3 separate regions of the Mus musculus genome follow, and all the other regions are linked to region 1. The links are chromatin contacts, called in public HiChIP or PLAC-seq and promoter capture Hi-C maps. All regions are on one chromosome and are shown on one strand. The core of a region is the stretch at or near the end of the contact, and the rest is flanking DNA. Distances in the headings are between cores, read along the strand shown.

Evidence for each region. Promoter capture Hi-C pulls out the DNA fragments that hold promoters and counts their contacts. HiChIP or PLAC-seq counts read pairs in DNA pulled down with a chosen protein or histone mark.
Region 2: an H3K27ac HiChIP or PLAC-seq map of large pre-B cells shows a contact between it and region 1, with 5 times the contacts expected there. The contact joins the promoter of Smim13 here to the promoter of Edn1 in region 1. A contact is called at or near these places in 2 of 39 promoter capture datasets (cranial neural crest and hippocampal neurons), 1 of 115 datasets of contacts at active chromatin or transcription factors (large pre-B cells) and 1 of 9 other capture datasets (liver).
Region 3: a contact with region 1 is called in a promoter capture Hi-C map of stem cell-derived epiblast-like cells, with 3 times the contacts expected there. The contact joins the promoter of Sycp2l here to the promoter of Edn1 in region 1. A contact is called at or near these places in 2 of 39 promoter capture datasets (pre-B cells and stem cell-derived epiblast-like cells) and 1 of 9 other capture datasets (liver).

Annotation. Positions count from the first base shown.
Region 1 is chr13:42,299,653-42,304,463 of GRCm38.p6, reverse strand. Edn1 (endothelin 1) reads right to left here and starts at 2,988. Exons shown (of 5, transcript NM_010104.4): 1 at 2,506-2,988; 2 at 739-907. The coding sequence starts at 2,569.
Region 2 is chr13:41,247,992-41,252,477 of GRCm38.p6, reverse strand. Smim13 (small integral membrane protein 13) reads right to left here and starts at 2,634. Exons shown (of 2, transcript NM_001135577.2): 1 at 2,164-2,634. The coding sequence starts at 2,239.
Region 3 is chr13:41,112,076-41,116,455 of GRCm38.p6, reverse strand. It overlaps Sycp2l (synaptonemal complex protein 2-like), which reads right to left and starts at 2,037. Exons shown (of 29, transcript NM_001324525.1): 1 at 2,029-2,037. The coding sequence starts at 2,037.

The DNA.
Region 1 (4,811 bases), core at 1,739-4,238:
AATTGCAAGGAATCCATTTCAATTCTCACAACAAGGAACGCAGTCCTCCCCTTGGTAGAAACACTACTAAGGATTAGGTCCGCGGTGGTTTGGGTCTGGTTTGTTTTGGAACGTGGCCAGCCATTGTAGACAGACTAAATGTGTTTGTTCTCTCTGATGATTGCTCCTGATGAGTGGACTAGGGTTGGGGGCTGAGGGTAAAACAGCCTCGGTTCCCTTGGAAGGTACAAGAGAAACCCATGGGTACTGTTCTGATCTCTGCCTTGAAATACAGTTTTCTAAAGACGAAGGAGAGATGCAAGAAGTACCCGACTCTAGGCTATCCCTCTGGAATAGATGGTATTGTGCCTCTCTGAGAAGTACAGGTAGACTACTCTACATAGGACCTGGGCTATTAGGTCCCATGTCCAGAGCCTCCTGCTAAGTTAGTCTATCCCTTTCTTGTCTTTAAATGCATAGCCCCGTCCTGCTTGTCCTCAGCCAATCTGATCTGTCCCACAGGAAGCAGCCTGACTCTCCCTTACCCCCAGCCTCTCAGAAGACACTCTCCAAGATTGCTACCACTAAGCTGACCTGTCTCAGTCAGCAGGGTTTCCCTTGGGAGCCACGGTTTTTTGTCTTCAGAAACGCTAAAGACAGAAGCTTCCCAGAACAGAAACTCCAGCCTGGGCTCTCCAGGCTCCAGAAAGCCCCAGTAGTAAGAGATGGCTAGGGTTACAATGCCCTCTAGAGACTCACTCGGGAGTGTTGACCCAGATGATGTCCAGGTGGCAGAAGTAGACACACTCCTTGTCCATCAAGGAAGAACAGGAACAGCGCTTGGACCTGCGGGGTCTCCAGGGTGTGCTGGGAGGGGGGCTCTGCACTCCATTCTCAGCTCCGGTGCTGAGTTCGGCTCCCAAGACAGCTGTGAAGAGAAGAGAGGGTCAGATTGGTAGTAATATCTTTCTTCAGGCGTCCAGAGCAAGCACCTGCACCCTAGTATTCAGGTCAGATCTAGCAGCGCAAATAGAAGCAGACAAGGCATAAAACTGCCTTTAGCCAGAAACACAAACAGAAAGAAAAGAGCTTCCTTTGTTCTCCGTGCCTAACAGGACTTCACCCTTACCCTGGCTGGCTTATCCACCTGCAGGGAGATCACACACACACACACACACACACACACACAGAGAGAGAGAGAGAGAGAGAGAGAGAGAGAGAGAGAGAGAGAGAGAGAGAGAGAGGAAAGGACTCCCCAGCCTTCTGAAGCCGCTTTGAAGTAGATACTGTCTGGTGGAATTTTGAGGGAGTCCATACCTGAGACATAGAATGGCACAACTCCCATAGATTAAACTGACAGGTGGCCACCAGCAAATAATATAGACTGCCTATTCCTGGCTATGGAGACATGTTCCCTACTCAGGATAAACTCTTTAGGGGTTTCCACCCCATTCCAGCGTGTGTAGGGGCACAGACCAGTCTAGGTGGCATATGGGTGCCTTTTTATAATAGACAGAAAGCAAAAACTTTCAGAAAATGCCTGGACACCGAAAAGAAACTAACTTTACAATATTCACTTCAGGTGGGAGACAAGTTGCCACTGACGGAAGAGAAGGTACAGCTGCTCAGGGAACCCAGGGAAAGTACCCCGTGGGTTCAGAATTCAGAATCTTTGGGCAGCACAGCTTGCTGTGGGACTTGACACCTCCCTCTGGCCCAACACAGCATCGCCGCGCAGTTTATCTGCTCGATTTTGTTCATTCCAAACGATCAGACACATTCCAGGGCTTTCACCCTTTTGACATCCTTTCTCTTTGCTTAGGGTCATGAAAAGACAAAAAGAGGGCACTGACCCTCAAAAAACAGGATGGGAGGAGAAAAGAACCAGCTGTGGCCCGTACTGTCTAATTCCTTAATCAGGCAGGAATGATCCCGGCTCCCCTCCCAGGACAGGTGAATACAACTGCAATAGAGCTCACAGTGTTTGAAGATGCCAAAAACCTGCCAAATGAAACCTTAAGTCAATAGTGACAAATTTTAAAGAAAGCATGTGCTTCGCCCTGAAACCGCCTGCGGGGTTATTCAGCGCATGGTTGATCGGCAGGTGATTTCCCTGCTCACGGTGTGCCTGCATGACCCGAATAAAATTCCTTGGCTTTAAGTTGGAGTGTTTCAATATTTTACACATTAGCGCACTATCAAGACAACGTTTGAATAAGCCCCTAAATGAACCGTGCAACCCTAAACACACTTATTTCAAAATAGATTTTTGCTTCAGCTGTACTGCTACAACGTTATTTTGAAGCTATGCGATACTCGGTTGTAGTCAGTTGTATTCAAACAGGGGTTTTATTTCTTTCGCTTCACACAGAAGTTAATTAATTGTAAGGCACTTGCTGCTGGAGCTTCAGTAATTAAAAAAATAAATAAAAAGGAAAGAATGAAAGAAAAGAAAGAAAGAAAAGTGGAAAACAGAAGCGATAACTGCGCTGCGCTGAAGTAGAAAGATTCGCAAGTGGCGCCTACCTGTTTCTGGAGCTCCTTGGAAAGTCACGAACAGCAGAGAGAAGATCACGGGAAAATAATCCATTCTGCAAAGGGGTCAGAAGAGTGGGGAAAAAGGAAAAAAAGAAAACTCGGTTGCAAATGGAACTCAATGCAAAACGAAGAGGACGGTGTCTGGTCGCTCTGATCGCCTCTGGGTTTTTTTGTTTTTTGTTTTTTGTTTTTTTTTTAGATCTCAGCGCGGTCCTCAGCAAGTGGCCCTTCCACTGGGGCGAAAGCGTCGCGGGCAGCCGGGAGGCAGCGCGCAAGGACAGCGGAGCAGACCGGGTCAGGCTCTCAGCGCCGGTGCAGGAACGCTTCTGACTCGGACAGTTCTCCGCCGCCTTTTTATATTGAACCCCTATAGAGTGGGGGTAAACAGCTCTGACTTTATTCCAGCCCTAAACAATGTTATTGTGTGATTAGTCACCCACAGGCAACGTGCAGCCAGAGATAAGACCCGGCTCTAGAGGAAATCACGGCTAACTTCAGAGGCAGACGCCCGCCGTCTGACAATCCAGGGGCAGGGCTAAGAAAAAGAAAACACCCACTAGACAGAGACCGCTGCAGAACCTGCAGAGAGCAGCAGCCCGCTTCCCCTTTTGCTAGCTGCCAGCCCCAGAGTTCAAGAATCAAGAGTTTCTCCAGAAGCAAAGTCACCCCATTGGAATGAAAAGTATGAAGTACAATTAAATAGATTGTATTGTGCGCGCGCAGGGGGGTGGGGTGGAGGTGGGGCTGATCATTGTTCACTTGATTTTCCTTTTATGTCTTTCTGATCAAACAAGGGGACGATCCCCACTCTTCGCTCTTGAATCCCAGCTACTGGGGCGGGCGGGGAACCAGATTAGTTTGGAAGATCACCCTACTTTTCCACCACCACCCCTTCCACCAAGTCTTTTCTAAACTAAAGTACTTCGCATTTGAGGTGAGAAAGATTCCGTCAGGAGTTAGCAAGGAAGGAAAACTAAATAATAATGATAACAACAACAATGTGGTTTTGTCAGGTACATCCTTATCTCCCTAGTATCGCCGATCAGAAGTACACGTACACACACACACACACACACACACACACACACACACACACACACTCGCCCTCCAATATTTCTTGTGCCCAGCCTCTCCCTGGGAATTGCTGCTATCGCGAAGGATCTTGAGAAATGGCAGAGACGACCGCCAGGGGGAGATGGAGAGCTGCAGGGGCTTATGCTTTAATAAGATAAAACAACTAAAGCCTCGGCTTCTAAATGATTAGTAACAAGCTGTGGCCAGGCAGAGAAGGGGCGCCTCACATACTAAAGAGAGGTGGCTTCAGGGCATTCCATTATTCCCTTCCCCGACTTTCCAGAGTCTCCTCCACATCACTTTGCTTCTTTACTCGGGCAAACCTGCGGTCTGTGCTTGATTAGAAAGCTACAAGGGGGGTGTGGGGAGGGAAGGACTGCCGATGCTGAATATGTGCATCAGATCATACCTCACCCTTTAATAACGTGTTTACATTTTCCAAACAGTTTCCTGTCTATTTTACCATGAAAGACTCCCTCCCCCAGGTGTCCATGGGTTATTAAGGCACAAGTGACAACATGTCTTCATGAATAAAGCAAAACACACAGAAAACACGTTGGCTTTTTTCAACAAGCTCCCGGAATGCCCATAAGCTGGAAACAACACACAGGATCCACGCAGAGTGGTTTCCCTAGGATGCTACCACAAAGGTCCCTTCTTCATCCCGTCTTGTTTGACTTCAGTTTTCCCTGGGAGTAGAGGCCAAAATAGACTCAATCCAGTCCATGCAACCATTTATTTCTTCACCTCTACAATCAAAAGGCAGACTTGATAGCAATACCCACGCTGTGGACAGAGACATGCTTAGGCCTAGTGACCTCTCTGGGAATCTCAGTAGGGGAGACACAGCAGCAGCAGCAGCAGCAGCAGCAGCAGCTTTAGGTCACTAAGAACTCTGTCCCTTAGGAGACTCTGGACTAAGAGCTGGAGACATTGAAGAAGCAGGAACCAGCATCCCTCCCACACCCACACCCGAGGCCCAGGGCCACTGGTAAGCCTCTGCCTCTGCTTTGCTTACCTCAGCCCAACCCCTGAGGGTGGGGGCCAGGAGGTGACAACTGCCCCTAGACCTGGGCCCCAACAGGAAGCCAGCTCATCCCACCCCAGCTCCTCAGGGGACCTGGAGGAGAGGAGAGCTGATGTCACCGGAAGGTCCAAAGCCCAAGTTTCCCACCAGCAAGAGAAAGGTGAGTGGGAAAACAAGTACTCCCCTCCCCCCC
Region 2 (4,486 bases), core at 1,385-3,884, 1.1 Mb after region 1:
GGTATCAGGTACACACTGCGGGAAGACCCTATGAAAGTACCAGGAGGTGACGGCCATCTACACGCCAAGGAGATGCCCTTAAAGCCCTTCACGCCTCCAGCACTGTGAGAGTAAATAGCTGAGGGAGAAGCAAGGCAGTCTGGGATTCTGCAATGGAGCCCCCAGCAAACTAACACGGCACCCCAGGTCCCAGGTCAGGTCTGCCCCTTCCCCCTCCTCTTCAACCTTCAGCCACCTTCTAGTCAGAACAAAAGGGCTGCCCTACCCTGTCATTAGTTTCCCAACAAGGAACAGTATTTGGACTACGTGATAAAGCTGTTAGTTTTAAAGGTATCAGACCTTGCCTCTCGCTCAGGTTTCCTGAAGCTAATGACACTTAGAAAAACTAGCAAAACTAAGCAGCCCGCCGGCCAGTGAAAGGTAAGAAAGCAACCAGGGACTTAAAATGTCTCAGAGCAAGTTTGATAAGTGTTGTGTCCAAGATGTAGTATGGCTTGTATGTCACACTCTCACACTCTCATTCCGAGTAGAAAGGGTGACACACGCCTTTACCCCTGTGTCCAACTAACGCTCAAGGGTTTGTTTATTCTTATTTCAAGGCCCTTGAGCTGGGGGCGTGGATTGCCTAGCCTGCAGGAAGCTTGAAGTTCCATCCTAGCATTGAATAAACTGGGTGTAGCCCTCTATGGATCAGCAACTCAAGATCCTCCGCCTCCTCCATACAGCAAGTTCAATGCCAACCTGGTGGGGCTCCCACCTCAAAAAAAAAAATGCAAACAACAATTAATGATATCACCCTTTTCACACATTAGAAACTGGGGAGATGTTATTTCATTTTTTTATGTCATGAAAAAAAAAAGAGAAAAAATTGGCCATCGTATTTCAGGGTTTCTCTGTATAACCCTGGCTGTCCTGGAACTCACTCTGTAGACCAGGCTGGCCTTGAACTCAGAAATCCTCCTGCCTTTGCCTCCCAAGTGCTGGGATTAAAGGCGTGCGCCACCACAGCTGGGCAAAACTGGCCATCTTTAATCCTAGGGTTTGGAAGGCTGAGGCAGTTGGACCTCCATGAGTTCAAGAACAGCCTGGTCTACATGGTGAACTCCAGGCCAGCCAAGGCTACGTAGTGAGACCCCGATTTTAAAAAGGATTCTTTAGATCTAGAACCACTAGAATTAGCCAAAAATGTTAGAGTTGGGACTAGCTCTGTATGTAGTTCAACATGTGCTGAGCATATGTGAAGCCTTCGGTTCAGTCAGCATTACTGACAAAATTTAAATACACATATAGGTGTCTAAATATGTAAGTGCATATCTTTCCAAATATAGCTACTGGACTGAGCATTAACTATGTAAGAATAAGCTTTACAGTATTTATAAAATTTTAACCCAATACTCCATCACTTCAAACCCATACTTGGTCTTCTAAATACCAGTGCTTACTGTCATTTATTTGAAATACTCTCCAAACTCTCACAATTGTTCAGTCTCCTGGCTGAGACCTGTGGTTATCAGCTATGTGCATAACGAATTAAGAGGGATGGAAAACACGCCATGAGAACAGTTTAACGTTCCTTCCCTCCTGGGAAGAGAAGTACACAGCAGCAGACCAAACAGCCCCAGGACAGCAGAACCAAGATAAGGTTCCCTGACCCTGGAAGTTTATTACCGCCAGTGGTGTTTTTTTTTTTTTTTTTTTTTTTTTTTTTTTTTTTTGGCTCTGCCCATTATCAAGTAGGCTGGGAATTTGGTTAAAGCCTGAACTTGGAAGTAAACAAACAGCTTCACGTGCGCTGGAAACCCAAAAGGTGATGAAATCTCTCACTAGGTTCAGAACATCCAAATAAAAAGATGAAACCGATCACTGCTCCTTCGAATACAGGCCACGGTGAAAGATCTGGGTAGGCTGTGGCATTATGGCAACCAAGGACAAACCTGCCGGGGAAGCAGAAACGTGCTTCTACCTCGAGTCAGGATGCCAGACCTGAAGGTTCGCTGAGCCTGAAGGTTCGTGATGCCCGGGCGACCTGCCCTGAGCAAGAGGCATGACTCCTCTAAACTCGGTCTTGGGAGCCCGGTGGCCACCGAGACCACCGAGGTGATCACCGTGGACACTTGTCCACGCGAGCTTTCCCGACCGCCCCCGGCGTTACCCCCCACTCACCGCACACCATCAGCAACAGGACGATCAGCAGCGTGGCCACGAACACCAGCAGGGTCAGCCCCACGTTGTGCCACATTTTGAGAGCTGGGGGGTGGGCGCGGGCTCAGCGGCGGGCGGCAGAGCGGCGGGGCGGCATGGACCGCGGGTGCCCGAGGGCAGCGCCCCCAGGGGGCGGAACTTGGCGGTGCGGGGGCGGGCCGCGACGGGACCGGCCCTCAGACCTGCCCCCGGCCGGGGCGACCGAGTCGCTGGTGGAGCGGGCCTTGGGACGCCACTACCGCCTCCTCATCGCTCCGGGGAGCCGGAGCCACGGCGAGCGGAGAGGCCGGCGACGGACGGACGCGCTGCCATGGCGGACGTCGAGGCGGGGAAAGAGTGATCTGGAGGTGGCGCGGCGAACGCCAGGCCCTGGCTGCAGCTCACTCGAGGTCCCCCTCCTCCCTCGGAGACGCCAGATGTCAACCACTCCCCGAGGCCGCTGCAGCTGCTCCTCCGCTCCCCGCCCCCTCCCCCGCGGTAGCTCATCACCAAGCACCCACTCCGCAGCGACTCAGCCGCTGCGCGAGGCCTGCTGGGTAATGTAGTGCAAAGATCGGCGAGAGCTCCAGGTCTCCGCCCAGCAACGAACTACCACTCCCAGGAGTCAACGCTGCTCCGGCTTCTCCTTGCTCTCCTTTCCCGTCCCCTGTGCCTTTGGTGTTCTTGAGCCGCCACCTCCAACTTAGAGACTGCTGATTCTTGTTCTCAAGACTGTGCGTCGGACTGTCTCCCTGCCGAGGTGCCAGTTACATTTCAGCCGTTAATTCAAATACAAAATTGGTTTTAGTGAGCAAAAGGGAAAAGAGGATGGCTGTTGCCTGAAAAACAGGTTGTACTTGAACCCAACCTATTGCTCCCGGCAAAGGTTAGTTACTTGTGAGGAAATAAGTCCCCTGACGTCAGAATCTGGAAAGCCTTCCCCCTCCCCCAGCAACAGATGTTGTGTTGTGTTTTCACAGATAGTACGCTTCAGAAGTAACTGGTGAGTGACTTAGAGACATCTGTGCTCTTAATTCACCTACCTGTTTAGCAAGTTTCGTTCTGTTGTCTCCTTTAATTCAAGCAACATCTGGCCAACAGCCAAAGGTTTTGCCACATTTGCTTGAACTAACTTCTGAAAAACAAGGTATTTATCTCAAGTCCTTTTTTTCTATTTGAAATTAAAACTCCCAGTTCTGCCACATCTGTTAACGCAAGAGGTGATCAGCCCTTTCCTCCCTGAGAAATCAAGGCTTTCGCCTTCCACTGCAACTCTGTGCTAGCCATTCCCAGATGCCCTACTGTGTAAACTGCTTTCCAGCTAAGACGCAGCATAAAAATACATCAAGGCATTACTGGCTTTGCGCAAGATTTAATATACAGTTCCTGTGGAGAGAGTTGAGCTCGATGCAATAAATTTAGAAATCAACTTATTCATTTTTAGCAGATGATCCAACTCACTTGCATAACGGAGCACGTTTGATTTACAATCTGGTTGAAAGGAATACATTTGAATAGATCTAGTTCAAAAGAAATCAGGAAGAATCCAGACCTTTTTACCTTCTCTTTCATTCACATACAACAAACACTTCTGTGTGCTCTGGACTTCTTTGAGGTGCCAAGGATAAAGCCATGGCAGGGGCTGGTGAGATGGCACTGACTGCCCTTTCCGAAGGTCCTGAGTTCAAATCCTAGCAACCACATGATGGCTCATGACCATCCGTAATGAGATCCGATGTCCTCTTCTGTCAGAAGACAGCTAGAGTGTACTTATGTATAATAATAAATAAATCTTTAAAAAAAAGTCATGGCAATACAGACAATAACATAAATAGGGGTGTGCAAGGATTGCAAATCCCCAATGAAAATAAGTAAAGCACTGTGGCGAACATGGGGGTGTTGAGATTGTAGTCATCGAGAAAGAACTTCCTGAGGAAGTAACATCTGATCTGAGTCCTGAGTGAAAAATCCAACCATGGAAAGACCTACAGGAAGAGCGTCTACATAGGAAGAGCGGTGTGTGCAGCCCCCAAGAGCCAGATAAACTTGACCTCCCTTCCAACCCCTCAAGTCTGATGTGCATTTGACTCACCAAAAGGAACTCAAACTACAAATGCCCATCTCTTATCCCCACAGAGTGAATGCCAGTCTTCAGGGCAAGGAGCAGGCAAAGTAGATTTTTGTAAAGCTCCCAAGTGGATTATAATGTATCCTCCAAAACTGTGGCTCGCAAAGAATAATCTCAGATGTGCAGGATGCTCTGGGCACGTGTCAGAACTACCCTGGAACTATTGAATCAAGGTTT
Region 3 (4,380 bases), core at 788-3,287, 1.2 Mb after region 1:
CTCCAGGCTTAAGGAAGAAAGGTGTGGAGGAGCCACATGGAACTCCCAACAGTAACACATATAGAATAGAAAATAAACTATTATTACTCAGAAAGCACCTTGGGCCTTGCCTGTTCCCGCAGCTTCCATAACAGACCACAGAGAATTTTCATACTTCTGTGTGCAATAAAAAGATGTTCTTTTAAAAATAAAGGTTGAAAACACATTTTTGAGTTCTAAAAATAGAAGAACGTTTATGCTGCTCCTTTGGACAGGTTTTGGGGGTTTTTTGTTATTGTTGTTTGTTTTTTGTTTTTCTTTTCTGTTTGTATATATCCTTAGTCCTAGGTTTAAATAAGGTAGTAGGTTTTTTTCCAACACAATTTTTTTATTATTTGGAAATTTCATACAATGCACCCTATCATACTCACTTCCCAATACTTCCATGCCCACCTTCCCACCCTTGTGCCCTCCCTAGAAAACAAACAAGCAAACCTACCAAGTCCAGTTTGTGTTGCCCATATACTCACTGGAGCATGGCCAAACTCCCAGGAAAGAAAACTGAGTCCTCCCCACCCCCACTCCTGCCATCAACGGTTGAAGAGGCTATACTTCAGCATATTAGATGGTGTTTAAAACAAACCAACCCCATCCCACAAGTGTCACCTTCTTTGCCATGGTCTGGGTAAACAAAATCCTGGAACTCACTCTGTAGACCAGGCTGGCCTCGAGAAGCAGGCTTCTCTCCCAAGCAGCAGAGAAGGCGTCTGAACCAATATCCAGACAAAATAAACATAAACGCTATAGAGAACACTGGGAAATAGGAAGGGATATGGGAGTCAATAAAATCCGTGTTTAAATTCAAACCCATACCCAAAATGTATATTACAAATGGGAATTAGAAATGAGATCCAAAGTGTCCTCATATTCGTGACATAGAGTTTAACATTAGTGTGCACACAGTAACATCTCAAGATGCAAACATCCACAGCCCACAAAGGGGCTTCCAAACGTGTGTGAGATGGTACATTTATTTCATCAAGGGGCTGTGCCTGGTTCTGCCTTTTACACACAGAGCACCCCATCTCTCCATTTGCCTCAGTTAATTTCATGGAATGGCATCGTGTACACAAAAGAAATCTCTGCTAAGTGACCCTTTTAGGTCAGTGGGCTGTGGTGGGTACCGCCTATGATCCCAGCACTTGAGAAGTCCATCAAGAGTTCAAAGTAATTCTCAGCTACGCGGAGAATCTACACTAGCCTAGGCAAATGAGACCCTGTTTCCCACAAGAAAAAAAAATTATATATATAAAAATACACATACACTTACTTTAGGTTAACAGTCCTGGCCGGGCAGTGGTGGCGCAGGCAGAGGCAGGCCAATTTCTGAGTTCGAGGCCAGCCTGGTCTACAGAGTGAGTTCCAGGACAGCCAGGGCTATACAGAGAAACCCTGTCTCAAAACAAACAAACAAACAAACAAACAAAACAGTCCTGTTTCTAGGAACTGAATCAAAGTCTCTAATGTCGGTGTATTTCTCAATTCTGTTATCGTCCTTATGTATAAGTAGGAGACATAGAAGACCCATTCCATCTAGGTTTATGCTTTTCAACAGCGGGCTAGCCAATGGCAAGTAACTGGGAGCTAAATGCAGGCGCTCAGAAGTAACTAAGACCCCATCTGTCGCCAAGACTGTCTTTTCCTTGCTGCTGCCTGGCTCGCCAGGACAGGAATGGGATAAAGAGGTCTGCAGTCTGGAAAAGTGGTCCGTAGTTCTCTCAAAAGAGCTGCGGAGCTCCAGCTCTCCATTTCTCCTCCCCAGGGGTGTTTTGAGCAGAGTTTGAGGATCCCCGTTCTGTCCCTGAAAGCTGCCAGACAGCTCCATGCAAACCCAAGAGGATGATGAGCCCCAAAGTATCCCGATATCCCAAGGACTTGTCCTACTGCCCGGCAGAGGAGGCAGCCAAGGCCGAGCGTCACTGAAGAGAAAGTTCCCTCCGCACCAGGACCCTGGAAGGAAGGCCAGGCTGTTCTCAAGATGTCACTCACCGTAGACATCCCGAGGCTTCCGGGGATCCCCCGCGTCCACAGCCCATTCAACACCTAGCTACACAGCTCCCGCCACCGATGGTCATAGATCCGCACTGAGATCAAAGCGAGGATCCAAGTCGCAAGTAACTCTTGGATTTCAGTTTTCGCCAAGAAACTCCAATTGGATGAACCTGTGCCTGAACTCTACTGAACTCCGGTGTTTGAGATTCTAGAAAGCAGCGCGGTCAGGCTGCCTGCCCCCGGGCACACTCACCGGCAGAGGAAGGCACACCTGCTTGCACACACCTTCAGGAGCCGAGCTGTTCTGAGCTCGCACCCTTGTGGCTGAGGCTGGAGAGGTTTACTGCTCTCTGGAGAGACCGACCAAGTGCCTAGCCCGAATCACTTCAGTATGGTGGTTTGGGTTTAGTTTGGTTTCAGGGTCTCATTCTGCACCCACATGGAACTCACTCTGTCGCTCAGAAAGCTTAGAAAGAGTGAGCCACCGGGCCAGGGCCAGTGCTGTCTCTTGACCAAACAAAGGCGCCCTGGGAAGGGGAATTCATGTTCAGAAGGAGGTGTGGTCCTTGACCCGGAATTACTAATACAACCTCGATACCATAAAATAAAGAGTTAAATAATACCTTAGTCAGAAGGAAAAGGGCCATATTTATTTTCTTGAGTCCCACTATGTGGCCCAGGCTGAACTCTTGTCTCCACCACCTCCCGTGGTGCTGTGATTACAGACTTGAGCCACCTAAGAGGAGGAATTAAAAAAAAAAAAAAAAAAAAAAAAGCTTGGTTTTGAAAACTTCATTTAACCTAGGTGTGTGTGTGTGTGTGTGTGTGTGTGTGTGTGTGTGTGCGCGTGCGCTAGGGGCAAGATTCTTTTTGTAGAGACCAAATATGTGAAAACCCCACGAAAAAATAAGTTGTATTATGATTTGTTTTCCTTGTAAGCAAATAACTGGAGAGGTGACTCAGCCTGCTTTAAAGCCTGGGCACCTGATCTTGAGCCCCGGATCCGGATAGCAATGAGTCGGAATTCATTTCCCTACTCTAGCTTAAACCTTGCGGATTCGGAGGCTTGCTTCTTCCTCAGCTGATTCTTGTATAGCATATTAAATAGTGATCAAGACTATGACAGACGAGAATGCAGCGTATCTTAAGTCGGTGCAAATAGTGACGCAGGAAAGAGCACAACCTCTCAAGAGTGGTGATCAAAATCCAACTTAAACACATTCCACTTTGGGGAATACAGTATTTTAATAACTAATATTTTAATTCTTTTAAATAATAATTATTATTTAAATAAATATTTAAACTAAAATGAATAATTTTTTAAAAAAATATTGGCAAGGAGACATCATTTTCAGAATTGGGGAGAAATGATATACTTCCGACTCCTATAGTGGCAATGCAGAAGCTATTATAAGCAACAAGATAGACATCAATACATCAGAACTTATTTGTATTTTCACTTTGATTAACTTCTTTGACTAACATATTTTACACTCAATTACAGGGCAACCTGATGCATATGTTTTAATTCTTCGCAAACTGAAAACCATCTTGGTTTTTTATTTATGCGTGTTTTTCTGAGACCAGGTCTCATGCCGCCTGTGATGGCCCTGAACCTTTGGTCCTCCTCCATCCTTCTCGCAGTTCCTGGGGTCACAGGCTTGCACCAGCATCCTGGTTGAGTGTGTTGGTTCCTCTCCCCTCCCAAACAAATCAATCTGCATTTAAGATATAAATTACATTTTCTGTTTGTGTGGTGGAGGTTATAACACCAATGGAGTCTGCTCCCTCCGTTTTTTGTTTGTTTGTTTGTTTGTTTGTTGAGGGCTTTGACTCAGATCTTTAGTCTTGTTCATTGAATGCTCCTACCCACTAAGCCATCTCTGGGACAGGGTCATCATTTGTTTTTGAAAGATTGATTCTAGGTCTTTCAAAAGCATAGAGATAAGGGCCATCCTAACACTGTTTGCCGTATGACCAGAAATTGACCTTTATACATGTTCAGAGGCCATGTTAAATGGCTGGTTTTAAAGTCATATTTTTAACTCTTTCAAAAACCGTGAATTGTCTTTGTTGCTTTTAATGAGGCTTAAATTTTATTTTAAAAAAAAAGTCAGTAGTTTTAAGTTTTGAGAGACAAATGAACCAAAAAGCAACCAAATGCCAGAAATATCTGGACCTTGGCAGTCAGCAACAAGAAGGCTCAGTGGAAAATGGAGACACATATTTGTCCACAACTACACTTCAGGAATGACCCTGTGTGAGCTATTTTTAGAAAAGAACTTTAGGGAGACGTTCAGAATATTAACAAATTACTTTCACCTGCAAAGAGTTTGTATATAGAGACTA